2 separate regions of the Mus musculus genome follow, and region 2 is linked to region 1. The links are chromatin contacts, called in public promoter capture Hi-C maps. All regions are on one chromosome and are shown on one strand. Each heading gives the region's core, a stretch centred on a gene start, on an enhancer-like site or on the middle of the called end of the contact. The rest is flanking DNA. Distances are from core to core; before and after follow the strand shown.

What was found. Promoter capture Hi-C pulls out the DNA fragments that hold promoters and counts their contacts.
Region 2: a contact with region 1 is called in a promoter capture Hi-C map of liver. The contact joins the enhancer-like site here to the promoter of Stra8 in region 1. A contact is called at or near these places in 2 of 39 promoter capture datasets (embryonic stem cells and liver), 1 of 15 datasets of contacts at CTCF or cohesin (pro-B cells), 6 of 115 datasets of contacts at active chromatin or transcription factors (embryonic stem cells, large pre-B cells, pancreatic cancer cells and 1 more) and 2 of 9 other capture datasets (liver and pancreatic islet).

The regions. Positions count from the first base shown.
Region 1 is chr6:34,916,184-34,923,648 of GRCm38.p6, forward strand. Stra8 (stimulated by retinoic acid gene 8) reads left to right here and starts at 4,765. Exons shown (of 9, transcript NM_009292.2): 1 at 4,765-4,871.
Region 2 is chr6:34,735,242-34,742,706 of GRCm38.p6, forward strand. Cald1 (caldesmon 1) reads left to right here. Exons shown (of 14, transcript NM_001347100.1): 4 at 6,548-6,694. Among named protein-coding and RNA genes, the nearest start is that of Gm38787, 6.2 kb to the left of the region's middle. Within about 2 kb of position 4,585, at least 6 of the 459 cell types and tissues checked have an H3K27ac peak or open chromatin away from gene starts, as enhancers often do. A contact at or near this core is called in liver, where this site is marked.

The DNA.
Region 1 (7,465 bases), core at 3,515-6,014:
AGATGGTTCAGTGGTTAAGAGCACTGATTGCTCTTCCAAAGGTCCTGAGTTCAATTCCCAGCAACCACGTGGTAGCTCACAACCATCTGTAATGTGATCTGACACCCTCTTCTGGTGTGTCTGAAGACAACTACAATGTACTCATATACATAAAATAAATAAATCTTTAAAAAAAGAAAAGAAAAGAAAAGCAGGCAGTGCTCTTAACTGCTGAGCCATCTTTCCAGCCCATGAATGAAATATTTAATAGCATCTTCATATCCTACAACAGCTATATGTCTGTTTTTCTTTCTTTCTTGAGACAGGGTCTCAGTATGTGGTTCAGGCTGGCCCAGAACTCCATATATAAAACAGTCAGTTCTTGAACTGGCAACGATCCTCCTGCCTCTGCCTCCTGAGTACTCGGATTACGGATGTACACCATCATGCCTGACTGGACCAGCCATCTCTTAGTGCTAACACATTCAAAGCTCTTAACTAACCCCCACCCCCAAAATTTTTACACATAAACAGCTGATGAACTAAAACTTTCCCTTTTTCTGTGTATGTCTCTATATGTATTTATAACGGCATGGGAAACTGAACAGGAAACTTCATTCACGACAGGCAAGTGCCCTACTGCCAACCTACAGCCCCCAAGCCTCATGCTGGAACCTGGTAGGAACCTTTGTCTGGCTACTACTAATGCAGAAAGCAAAGCTCTTTCTTTCAGATCACAGACTGTTAAAACTTCCTGAGAAGCGTCAGGTCAGAGTAGGAATTTGCCACCCTCTTAATTACCCTGCCTTCCACCCCTAAGGCAGGGATCACCATTTGCAGAGGGCAGCAGGCCACCAATAAAGGTGATAGGCTAGCCTTGGAGGCTATGAGTTTATGAGCCTATAAAATGCATCACTTTCGCTACAGAAACAACTCGCATCTCCTAAGTTAATAACTAGGGAGGCCTTTGCAAGAGCCAACTGTAGGAGCACACGGGGAACCAAGCCTATCTCCCAGCCTCTGCAAGAAGCTGGGCAGGGGTGTCCCACAATGTCCCTTCTCACTCCTTCTCCAGGAATCCCTCTTTAATGTCCCAGTCCTGAGGTTCTGCTCTTCACGCCCCGCCCACTGTGTCAAGAGCCACTCTGCTTATCCTCGAGAAAGTTTCTGTCCCCTTGTATCAGGATCTGGGACAGTGGCCCCTATCTATCAAATTCATGTGAGGGAATGTAAAGGAGTTATCCAGCCTCCACGTTCCCAACCTCACCCCAGCTTGCTCTGTGCCTTCAGGACCTCCCTCTGCAGCTATCTTGCTGCCAGCCTAGAGAGAGAGAGAGAGAAAGAGAGAGAGAGAGAGAGAGAGAGAGAGAGAGAGAGAGAAGACATAGAAATGCCGGGTATGTTGGCACACTGTATCCCCAGCCATCAGGAGGCTGAGGAAGATGATGTTATAGTTTGAGGCTAGCCTGAGCTACACACACACACACACACACACACACACACACACACACATACACACACACACACCAGGCCAAAGAAAGAAAAAGAGGAGAGAAGGGGAGAGGAGGGGAATGAGGACTGGGTGGGAGAGGAAGGGAGAAACCCACTTGCAAGCCTTCCTAAGAGTGGCCTCTTGAGCAAAGAGCCCAAAGTCAAGTTCACTGGATCCTCTTCCTGTCACTTCACAGCCTGAGGACACGCCTCCCAGAGCACTTTTACAGTAACCTTACATAGCACTGTCTTCAGTGTAGGACACTACATAATTGACTGAGGGCCCAAATAAATAAAACAAGAGAAAACTCTCACTCCCCCGCCATCCCTCTCTCCTTCTCCATCCTTCTGTCTCTCCCTCCCTCCCTCCCCTTCTCTCCTTTTCTCCCTCTCTCTCCTGCCTGCAGCATTTGGCCTTCAGAGTCCTGGGCTCTCGAGCCTTTAGACCCCAGAGCTTACACCAGTGTCTCCCCAAGTTCTTAGACACCACCACCACCACCACTCCCGCCTTGAACTGACATTTACTTCAGTGACTCCTCTGGCTCAGAGGTCTTTAGATCAGAACTGAATCCATGCTATTGACACCCCAGGGTCTTGAACAGGGAAACACCCTTGTCATGGGATTTCTCAGCCTTCATAATCATGTGAGCCACATCTCCTAGTAAGTCATTCACTTGCCCATTTATCTATCTATAAGGTTATTTACCCATCCACTCACGAGCCAGAACTCTAATTTTAGGCCTCCACACTTTAACAGATGAAATGGCTAAAATCCAATCAGAGAAAGATGGCTCAGCTATTAAGAGCACTTGCTGCTCTTGCAGAGGACCTGGGTTCAGTTGCTGGCCCCTTCATGTTGGCTCACAATTGTCCAGGGAATCTGATACCCTCTTCTGGCATCTGCCAGACATAAATTCAGGCAAAATACCCATACACATGAAATTGTGAGAAGAAATGTTAATTTTTCTTACAAACCAGGACCAAAGGACATTGAACCGAAGCAGCCCTCTGAGTTAGTCTAGAACGGGGATCTTGAAAGCCTTCCTGACAGGAAGGTGGTATCTGGATCAAGTAGGAGGGTGGTGAAACCAGGAAAGAAGCACAGGATTTCAGGGCAGCGCTCAGCAATGCAGGGATGCGGTCATAGGCCACAGGGCATACGTGGGAGGGGGTGGGCTTTTAAAGCTTCATGCAGAGGCCAGAGCACTGGATCGCCCCTGGAGTTGGAGTTGCAGGCAGTTGTGAGCTACCTTCGGTTCCCTATCCTTTGGAAGAACAATTTGAGCTCCTAGCCTCTGAGCTGTCTCTCCAGCCCTTGTAGGGTGGGGGTAGGGCAGGAGCTATGTTACATGGAAGCAGAGATGAAGTTCAAAGGATAGTGGTCATATGGATATTGTTAGGACCCCTGGAAGTCCCTACCATTCAGGAGCAGAGCCACTGGCCTTGATGCTGAGGAATTGCCTAAAGATCTCTTTTTCAATAAAGAAACCAGGCTACTGCAAGAGTTACATTTCTTCTGTGGAAGTCAAAGTATGGAAGGAAGCACGCATGTGTGTGTGTGTGTGTGTGTGTGTGTGTGTGTGTGTGTGTGTGTGTGTGTGTGTGTGAAGTAGGCAGGGGAATGGCAACTAAATTAAAGGCTGAGACCTGTCAGAGGTCAAAGTTTGCAAACCTCCACATTCCTCACAGGTCAAGGACAAGGCTCTCCAAGACAAAGGTTCACAGTTTCAGTACCCGTTCTGCACCCAGTAGCCCCAGCAGCAGGTACAGAGGTTTAAGCAGAGCCAGGAGAAGGACCATAGATGCAGGCCCGGGACCACCTGGAAACCCACAACGAAGGCCGCCCGAGAGTCAGAAGGGATAGGTCATGACCCAAGCAGAGCGTGGAAGTAAAAAGATACTTTTAAAACTTGCCTCCAAGGGGGTAAGGTGTAGCTGCTCTTTGGACCTGGTACAAGCCTTTGAGAGAGGCCCTGCTGCCATTCCTGTCCTCAGCACTCTTTTCTGTATCGGTCTGGCAATTCACTACAGTGTCTTACAAAGCTCCAGCTCCTTTAGCCAGCCATATCCCTGATAGTTTAGAGGGGAGCTGGTAACTGGGTCCCCACTGGTCCCCACTCCTGTACCTTAAGCATCAGATCTGTTTTCTGTCAGGAGCAAGAGCCTCATTTCTAAGCTCAGGTTAGCCACCAACTTCATTTTTTTTTTCTTTCTGGGCTACCTGATTGCTGCGACTACAGCTATGATCCACCATTCCCACTGAACAGTTTTCATTTTGTTTAAAATCCACAATCTACCAAAACCATTTGAAAGATGACACCAGGACTCGCTAGAGTCAAATTTAAGGTACCCTGTTGCATACTTTAGAAAGGGGCTCCTTTCTAGCCAGTCACAGTCACCGTGAGGTAGATCCCGGATTGGAATCCAACTTCTGGTGCTACCAAAGTCGTGGCTGCAGCTGCTACCTCAAGTGACCTCCGTTTAACCTCTGTGGAGGGGCGGGGGCGAGGATGGTGAAGCAGCTCACCTCAGGTCAGACTGCAGGAGGCACCCTCCCTCCTATTCACAGGCTGAGCCTCTCCCCTTCCAAGGGGCTTTTGCTTGCTTTCCTTTCTCTACAAGAGTGCGCTCCTAGTGTGCCAGTTTGATATGGTGGCGCTCGTAGTGTGCCAAACTGATGTGGTGGTGTCAGGACCATTGCAGATATCTCAAGATGCGAGGGAAAAAAGTGGTTTAAAGATAATAGCACATCTGATTTGAGGCGGAAAATGAGTTGTAGTCCCTCAACCTGGAGAAAACTTGTTGCTTACTACAAACAACTCAACACATCCTCTCTCTCTCTCTCTTTTCTTCTCTGCATTTTAAGTCCACCTTTAAGGTTCTCTTCTCTGCTTTTTTAGTTGGGAATCCCCTATTCCCCTCTCCTATTTTGTACCTATTCCCTCTCACATCTTCATTTTTCTCTTTCTTTTCCTTGAAACAGGGGACTGCTACTGGGACCTTGAAGATGGCTCCTCTATATCTCAAGAGAAAGTTATAGGTGGCATTGCCCTGGTTGAGGGGTGTAAGAACTGGCGCTAGCCGCCTGGATGGGGTGAAAAGGTCATCTTGCTCCTTCCACACCCTCTTGCAACCTGTGGCAAGTTGTTACAATGTTTTCACCAATGTCCACGCTCCCCATTGGCGCCCCACCATGCATCCCCATTGGTCATGGTGGCAGTGACAGGGCTGTGATTGGTTCGCAGCCTGGGGTACCAGGTCAGTTTTTTACCTGAGGCAAGAGCCTCTCTTCTTATTCTGCGACGGGCAGTCGTGAGTGACTGACTCGTCAGGGCTTCGTGCAGTTTCCTGCGTGTTCCACAAGTGTCGAAGGTGCATGGTTCACCGTGGTGGCCTTAAAGGTAAGTACTCTCCTACCGTTTGTGTTCTGAGAGTAAAAGTGGGTGCTTGTGAATGCATGCCCTGTCAGTGGATATTTAATCTGTTTGCACAAGTTTGTGTGTATGTGTGTGTGTGTGTGTGTGTGTGTGTGTCACCGGCGACTTAAGTGCGTGTGGGTCACCCGTGACTCCTAGAGTGTATGGGGAGGGTCAGCCGCGACTCCTAGAGTGTGTATGTGTATCGCCGTAACTCCCAGAGAGTGTGTGGGTCAGCCGCGACTCCTAGAGCTTCTGTGTGGATCACCTGTGACTCCTTGAACTTGTGTGAGGGTCATCTGCGACTCCTAGAGCGTGCGTGGGGATCACCCGGGACTCCTAGAGCTTGCGTGGGGATCACCCGGGACTCCTAGAGCATGCGTGGAGATCACCCGGGACTCCTAGAGCGTGCGTGGGGATCACCCGGGACTCCTAGAGCGTGCGTGGGGATCACCCGGGACTCCTAGAGCTTGCGTGGGGATCACCCGGGACTCCTAGAGCGTGCGTGGGGATCACCCGGGACTCCTAGAGCGTGCGTGGGGATCACCCGGGACTCCTAGAGCTTGCGTGGGGATCACCCGGGACTCCTAGAGCGTGCGTGGGGATCACCCGGGACTCCTAGAGCGTGCGTGGGGATCACCCGGGACTCCTAGAGCGTGCGTGGGGATCACCCGGGACTCCTAGAGCGTGTGTGTAGGGGTTACCCGGGACTCCTAGAGAGTGTGTAAGTCACCAGTGACTGCTAGATTGTGCTTGTGGATCAACCACGACTCCTAGAGAAGGGGGTGTTACCCGCTACTCCTAGAGGATGTGTGTGGGTCACCTGCGACTCCTAGAGGATCCGTGCATCACCCGCGACTCCTAGAAAACGTGTGGTGGTCAGCTGCGACCCCTACAGCATTTGTGGGTCACTTGAGACTCCTAGAGAACGGGGGGGGGGGGAAGGGAGTGGAGAGCGGAGTCAGGGGGGAAGTCACCTGCGACTCCTAGAGGATCTGTGCTGTGTGTCCTCCTCGACTCCTAGAGCATGCATGTGTGGGTCACTTGCGACTCCTAGAGGATGTGTGGGTCACTTGCGACTCCTAGAGGATGTGTGGTTCACTTGCGACTCCTAGAGGATGTGTGGGTCACTTGCAGCTCCTAGAGGATGGGGCGGGGGTCACCAGCGACTCCTAGAGGATCTGTGCATCACCCGCGACTCCTAGAGGATGTGTGTGTGTGGGGGGGGGGTCACTTGCGACTCCTTCGGGTCACTTGAGACTCCTAGAGAATGGGGGGGGGTCACTTGCGACACCTAGAGGATGCGTGTGGGGGTCACCAGCGACTCCTAGATGATGTGTGGGAGTTGCCTACGGCTCCTAAAGGATCTGTATGTCACCTGCGACTCCTAGAGTATGGGGGGGGTCACCCCGACTCCTCGAGGATGTGTGTGGATCACTTGTGACTCCTAAAGGATGTGTGCTGGTCACCTGCGACTCCTAGAGGATATGTGGGGTGCCTGGGACTCCTAGAGAATGTGTGGGGGTCACCTGCAATCCCTAGAGGATGTGTGTGTTGGGCCACCAGGAACTCTTAGAGGATGTGTGTGTCACCCACGACTCCTAGAACATGCGTGGGTCACTTGTGACTCCTAGAGGATGTGTGGGCCACCCGGAACTTATAGAGCATGTGTGTGTCACCTGCGACTCCTAGAGCGCATGTGTGTGGGTCACCTCTTACTCCTAGAGGATGTGTGTGTGGATCACCCACGACTCCTAGAGCCTGTGTGGGTCACCTGCAACTCCTAGAATGTGGGGGAGAGGGTCAACCATCGACTCCTAGAGGATATGTGTTTTACTCACGACTTCTAGAGAGTGTGTGGGTCACCCATGACTCCGTGTGTGTGTGTGTGTGTGTGTGTGTGTGTGTGTGTGGTGTGTGTGTGTGAGAGAGAGAGAGAGAGAGAGGGAGAGAGAGAGAGAGAGAGAGAGCAGGGATTCCTAGAGCATGTGTATTTATATCACCCACAACTCTTTCATGTTTGATAGTGATATTGGATTTTTACATAATCATAATCATTTTTACACAATCATAAGCATAAGGAATGGAAGAAAGCCCAAGTACAGCATATTGCTCCTTTCTACCTACCACTTGCTAATAAGAAGGCTCACATGCAAGGGGTTTTCAGAGATACTTAAAAATTTTGAAAGTTTTCTGAAACCTAGAAAAAAATAAGATCACTTATTTTTATTTAATCTAGGGAAATAAAAGAAAGTAATTAATTTAGTTCAGTTGGCTTCTCCATTAGTTTTGCTTGTTGGATCGAGACAGGTGTCTTTCACCACATCTAGCTTTGGGGAACTTTACAAAATGTTAGTTCCGAGTTGGTATTAAGTGGAGTTTGTATAGAAAAAATATCTTTGGCTATAAAAATGTGGTCTGGGTTGGGCAGTGACGGACACACTAATAATCCCAGCACTAGGGAGGCAGAGACAGGCAGTTCTCTGTGAGTTTGAGGCCATCCTGGTCTACAGGGTGAGTTCCAGGACAGCCAGAGCTACAGAGTGAAGTCAAGTCTCAAAAAAGGGGCAGGGGACAAG
Region 2 (7,465 bases), core at 3,335-5,834, 180 kb before region 1:
AAGTCAGACCCTGTTGTAAGAACCTCATTAAGATAATGACATTTGCAGAAACTATAATGAATAATAGTAATAATAATTAATAATAATAATACTTGCCTAAGAGTTGTCCTTCTGGAGGCCATGAGGCTCGGGTCTCCTGTTACTAGGTGGGGCCTGCATGGGAAGTGTGCAGCTGTGGGAAGCTGGGAACGTCTCTCCGGCTCGGCATCTCACTGACAAACCTGAAATCACTTTTCTCAAGTGACTCACAGGAAGGTGGAGGCCCCGTGAGGTTCAGAACTATCAGAGCTGACCTTGAGGTCCAACCAACTCTTCACAGGCCTGTAGAGTCACTGTGAATTCACAACGGTGTATCGTGTCAGATGAGGAACTTACTTGGTCTGTTGGCATTCCGGGTGCATTCTTTGTAAGATATGGGAGCATGGCAGGGACCATTAAGGAAAACAGACTACATATTTCAGTCTGAGTGGGGTGTTCATAACTGGCCTCATTAGAATACCGTGAGCCTCTCATTTTCTGAGGCTTTTCTTGTTAACCTGTGGATTTTAATGCCCTTAAACAGAGAAGGAAATCGCTCCCTGCCTTCAATAAGAGTAGTCTCTACTTTTTCTTTTTTTTAAAAAAAAAGTTCATAGACTATATTTTTCCTTGTCAACTCCCAGATCTTCCTCACCTCCCTATCCACCCAACAGCACGTTCTTTCTCTTAAAAAAAAAAAGGAAAAGGAAAACAAAAACTGAAAACAAAAACAGACTAAAAAAAATTAAAAAATCAATAAGACCAAATACACACACACATACACGCACACACACAAATAACAAATGGAGTTCATTTTGGTTTGGCCAACTACTCCTGAATGTGGGGCCTGCTCTGGAGTGTAGTGTTTTATAAAATATACTACAGATATAATTTTTGCCTTCTTTCTTTTTCATACTTCCTCCCTTCCTCTCTTTCTTTGTTTCTTTCCTTGGTCGTGGTGGTGGCGGTGATGGAGGTGGTGGTGGCAATAGTGGTGATGATGGTGATGGTGGTGATGCTGCTGCTGCTGGTGGTGGTGGCAATGGTGGTGGTAATGGTGATGGTGGTGGTGATGGTGATGAGGTGGTGGTGATAATGGGAGTTAAACCTACAGCCTTGCATATGATAGGTTAAGCATTTTACCACTGAGCTACATGCTTAGCCATGTTCAGTCTCTAATTTGTGACAGCATCTGAATTAGTTGCTTGGACTAGCTTTGACTGTATAATCCTACTTCAGCATCCCAAGTGCCTGAGAGTACAAGCATGCACCACTATGCCCAGAACATCCTGTAGACAGTGAGTTAAGAATTTCTCTAGTGTTGTATACAAGTTGTGAGCAGTAGTCAGTGGAAGGAGGGAGACACAGAAGCAAGACAACAACAATTTCTGAAGCACCTCTGTGGCTCCCTTCTTTCATCTGGTGCACAGTTGGCTCTTGACAGACTGACAGACAGAAACTGAAACCTCCATGATTTTCTTGTTTGTTATGTTTGAATGCTTATATGTATATAAACTTCTCCATCTCAAAGAACCAGAATTTAACTTGGTCCTATATGGAGGCAGCAGAGGTCTAGTATTACAAGACTTAAGTTAGTTTTCTTGAAACAGCCAGGACATTAGGAAAGAGTCTGATAGGTAGATTTGAATTTTCTTATCAAGCCACACCAGGGCCTTTGAGCAAAGGTTCTGAGAATGGAAGAGACACTAGCTCTTTACACTAGCATGTCATTGTTACAGACTATGGGGGGGGGGGGGTGTTTGCACTCCTTTGTAAGTATTGTTTGTGAGTGCATGGTAGATTCTCCCTCTTTGTCTGAAATATTTGCTGAGTCATTTTGCTCTTAGCAACCCTGGCCTTTCACTGGAAAGGTGGATCACGTCTCCAGATGTTTGTGACAAGAGATGAGCAAAAGCAGGATGCTAAGAAACAAAGCCTAATACTCCATCATCAACCCTCCCAGAGCTGACCCAGCTCAGGAGCTCAGGGACATACAATTGTTTTATTTAATAAAGAGTTGCTTAGTAGACTTGGAGATTACCTTTTTTTTAAAAAATCACAATGAAATACGTTTGATTAAAACTTTATGAAATATAGCTGGGTCCTTCTCAGTTGGCTCAGAGGACCACAGAATCCCATATGGCTCCTGAGTGGTCTGGGAAAGGTGGGTTTTTTGTGTGCTGTGGGCGCAAGTGGCTTGGTTAATACTGGAATCTGCTGAAATTTGATGAAAGTTAAAATGGTTTGTTATCCATCTCTAACCATCTGGTTAGATAGGAACTTTGTTAGTCAGCGTTTCAAACAAGGTTCCAGCTGGTGTGGGGAAATCAGAGATGCTAGCATTGTCTTTAACGTAGACTACAGCTACTGCTATAGCAGATATAGTAAGGATCCTACAACCATGTCTGTCTTATTGGACACATTCTGTGTGGTGTTGAAGTGAGTATGCCCACGTATCATTGGAGTTGTGTTACCTTTCTGAGGCCAGTTTATCAGAGCATCAGTGGCCTCCAAAGAGAGCGCCCTCAACTTCGTAAACAGAACTTCTAAATTCTGAGAAGTTTTGAAGTCCTTGCACCACTGCTTATAGGGACATAAAGTTGGGAAAACATGTTTAATATTTTCAGCATGAGAAATACTAGATTGTAATATATTTGCATAATTACCATCTGGTGTATGTAGATATGAAATACTGTTTCCATTGACGCAGTTTGTTGATGTGTTAAAATATATCCATGAAGAAGTTTAATTAAAGGAACTGTTTGTGAAATAATACGTATAACATTACCCCATTTTATTAAAAATTAAAACATACTTAGGAACATACATCAAACTTGCGTCGTGTCAGAGTTAGTTGGAATAATTCTAAGCAGCTAATTTGCCTTTGTCTTTATGCATTAGGTAATTGTCTAGTTTTAAAACATATCAAGAGCCCATTACTTTCAGAATCAGGACAGCAAACCACCAAGACTTTTTAGTATGAAAAACAATTCCTAGCGGGGCATAGTGGCTCATACTTTTAATCCCAGCACTTAGGAGGCAGAGAGTTTGAGGCCAGCCTGGTCTTCAGAGTGAGTTCCAGGATAGCCAGAGCTACATAGTAAAACCCCGTTTCAAAAACAAAACAACACAAAAACAAAAACAAAACAAAACAAAACAAACCCAAACAAAGAAAAAAGAAAAAAGAAAGAACAGAAAAATTAATCCATGGTGGATGTACAAAGGGTTCACTGCTGTTTTTAGAAGCCAGGAGTCTCCAAGTTGAAAACTTTGTCATTCACATGGTTTAACTTATAAAGCCAACTGATATGTTCTCTTTTGGTTTTGTGTGTGTGTGTGTGTTTTTGTGTTTTTGTATGTATGTATGTATGTATGTATGTATGTATGTATGTGAGGTGTATATAGTGTGGTTCTGAGTGTGTGTTTGTGTGTATTATGTGTTGTGTGTGTGGTACAGTTCTGGTGTGTTCATGTGAGTATGTGTGTATATGGTATGTGTGTGGTTCTGCATGTGTTCATGTGTATACAGGAAGTGCACATGTACAAGGAGACCAAGGTTTTGATGGTCAGCATAGTCTCAATTACTCTCCACCTTGGAAACTGAGGCAGGGTCTCTCAGTTGAACTTGGAGTTCACTGATTCAGCTAGCCTAGTAAGCTTGGTCTGAGTGTTCCCATGTCTCTGCCTCCTGCACAGTGGGATTAAAGGCCCACCACATCCATGCAGCCTTTCCATGGTGCTGAGGACTGTAACACCAATGTTTACGCTTGTGTGGCAAATGATTTACCAAATGTACCTCAGTCTTACCGTACCTGATATGCTCTTCATCCAGAGTCTGTGCCATTAGGATTGGAAATAGCATGACACTAGGATGGTGCCTTTGTTGTTGTTTTAACTTAGTCAACAGCTTTAATTCCTTATTTTATTAGTAAGAGTAAAAGACCATTCCCGAGCAACCTCTAGCAACTCTATCCTAGAAGAGGGGTTCTGAGCAGCTAGTGGGTTGCCCTTAGATTTTAAGTTACAGGAAGCAAGAAGAATGAGAAGAGACATTAGAGAAGAGGTTGCTCAGGTTCCAGTGAGAAATCCAAGAGGAAGGAAGGCTGGCTGACGCAGCCATAGTAGCAAAGCTAGTTTATCTCCCAGCTAAATGCAGTCAGCAACCCATGAGACTCACAGAGGAAAAGGAAGATGATATATACCTCAAATATACTGGGAAACACTGGCTAAAATCTGACTGCTTTACAAGAGGGAGAGTTTTGCTTTTAGCATGAGGGTACCCCACACATACCTTTCATGTCTCTTGCTTGTTTCAGAAGAAGAAGGCTGCAAAACAGACGTGCTTTCATGGCCAATCTTGAGACAGAGAGACCAAATAAAGAAATTCCTGTTTGATTAGCTTGTGAAGCAGTTTTTAAGGACTTGTTCTCTCTGCTGTGGTTAGAGCGGTCTACTGAGAAGTAAGCCAAAGAAATATTAGTCCAAGAATCCAAAATTTGAAGCCAAACCACTGGGAAGGGCTCTTTCCTGCTGATGACACCATAATTGAATTAGGAGGGAACATTTGTATAGTGTCATGTTGTCATCTCACACTCAACACGTTTAGAATTGAACTCATCTTTCCTTACGAGGCTGCTCCTTAGCTGAACTTGTCTAACAATGATCAAGATGATGGTGCCCATTACTGTGTTCGAGTGTAACACAGCCAGAATTTCTATGTGATTGCCACAAACCTAGGGCCAAAGGAACTTATGACAGGATGATCAAAGGGCCAGATAGTCCTTCTGAGAACCAAGGTTTCTAGCTATTAATCTAGGCATACGTTAATTCTACCATGCTACTCTTCCTGTCATATTTATGGAAACTTTCCACTCAGTTTAGTAGAATGTGTAATAATATATAGATAGAACACACATGCACACATAGAGTGACACTTCATTTATATTGATATTTGACACACTAGCAGATTTTAGTAAGCATAAAGTCAGAATTTCTGAAGTAACAAAAAGCAAATGAACCAACCTTTAGAAAAATATTACTGAATAACTCAATAATATTCGATAGTACAATTCAATACAATAGTTCAATAGTATTCAATAGTATTATTGAAGAAAAAGCTGACACAGATAAAGGCACTGGATCTAAGCCTATGTAAGCCTAGCTTGTAAATCTAACAAGAACAAGCTACCATTACTCACATGTGATGAACTGGATGCCTACAGTTCTGGTATTTTGTTTTCTTTAATTTGAAAATTGTCTTGTAGTTGCATACATTTTAAAAGTTTGTGTCCACGTAGGCACATCTCTTGCTTTGGGTTGGGGAGATTGCTCAGTGGTTAAAGCCCTTACCATATAAGGAGGAGGACTGGGGTTCGAATCTTACATAAATGTAGGTGGGCATAGTGGCCCACTTGTAATTCCAGTCTGAAGCAAGATAGCTAGGTGGCTATATAAGGGAATTTCATGTTCAACTAAGAGATCCTGCTTCAATGAATCAGGGGGAAAACCTTCAAGGAAGACTCCCAACATCAGCCTCGGGGCCTCCATAGGCATGTGCACACATTCACATGCAAACACACATACACATGCAAGTGTACACACACACACACAGTGCAGCACAACACAGCACAGCACAGCACAGCACAGCACAGCATGAGTATCAAGATACTTATACGTGTTTTAGTGAGAAATATGGAACCTTTGATTTAGCTGACACTCTCTCACATTGCACATACATTGAAGCTACCTACCAGTGGTCAACTACACACACACACACACACACACACACACACACACACACACACACCACTATTATAAAGTAACTGAAGGGAAAAACAAAATCTGACCAAAGAAGACATCTATCTTATCTTCATTTATGTTGGATTCAAACCCCAGTCCTCCTTCTTATATAGTAGGGGCTTTAACCACTGAGCAATCTCCCCCACCCAAAGCAAGAGATGTCCCTAAATGAATACAAACTTTTAAATGTATGCAACTACAAGACAATTTTCAAATTAACTAAAACAAAATATTGTCTTCACTTTTATTGAACAACTTTGGCTTATTAGCACCAAAGTCTTGGTTTAGTAGAGTGACTTGATTCTCTCTGGTCTTTGTGTCAGAGCTGGCTCTAGTTCTCACAATGTATCAAATTCATTTTTATAGATATTTTGATTATTTTGGGTTCAATACTTGATGTTTCCCCATATAAATCTTGCATGTGATAATCAACTCAGTACAAAAATGCAAATATGCTAACCCAGTCTCCAAAGGCATACTGCTTTGGTGTAGATGCTCTGGTTTATTTGATCAATGTAAAATTTCCTCTGGGTCATTAGATGATGCTTTTCAAATAATAATTTAAAAAAATTGAAAACGAATTAGTTGGGTGTCCAAACTTGAGACAGTGAAGCATCCCTTTAGAAAGAACTCTGATCCATCAGTAGTCATCCCAGGCTGTTTGGCCAGGACACTGATAATGCCCCTTGTCGGCTGTCATGCTCAGGTGTCTGTCTTTATATTGTTGCAGAATTGCCTATCAGAGAAATGATGATGACGAAGAAGAGGCTGCCAGGGAACGGCGCCGCCGGGCCCGGCAGGAAAGGCTGCGGCAGAAGCAAGAGGAAGAATCCTTGGGACAGGTGACAGACCAGGTGGAGGCCCATGTCCAGAACAGGTACTGTCCTCCTCTCACGGAGGCATCTCTGGGTTGTATCTTCATCTGCCCCGTTGAATGGAGTTTGCTAGCAGATCATTGCATCCTCAGACCAACGCAACCATTAATGGTTGCTTTCGGTTTTGCTGATATGGTTTCTGACTGCATATCCCAAGCTGGAACTTACTATGGAGCCCAAGCTACATGTAGTTTTGGTTTATTTCTTTTATTTTCTGTATATTAAGAGGAGGCTGTTAATAGCTCTGTTAACTTGGTCTATTTTAAACAAGAAACAAAAACAAAAACAAACAAACAAAAAACTTCAAGCTAAGGGTCGTGGCCTCCTCAGCTAATTTCCTAGTGTGGTCTTGCAAACACTGAAGCATTAGACAAGTTTCATAAGAAATATAATATTTACGTAGTCTATAGAAACCTTGGCCATTGGTAATTAGGCCCTAACTGGGGAGGAAGTGTAGCTAAGAGGAGTGGGGGAGGGCCAGCTATGATCACTGGGTTTCACTCATTCACTGGTTTTGAATCCCAATTTGGCAGACGGTGTTACTTCACTTTTAAAAAGTACAGCCATGGGCTGGCAAGATGGTTCAGGGGGTAAGAGCACTGACTGCTCTCCCGAAGGTCCTGAGTTCAAATCCCAGCAACTACATGATAGCTTACAACCATCCATAATGAGATCTGATGCCCTCTTCTGGTGTGTCTGAAGACAGCTACAGTGTAGTTATTTACAATAATAAATAAATCTTTGGGCCAGAGCAAGTAGGGACTGAGCGAGCA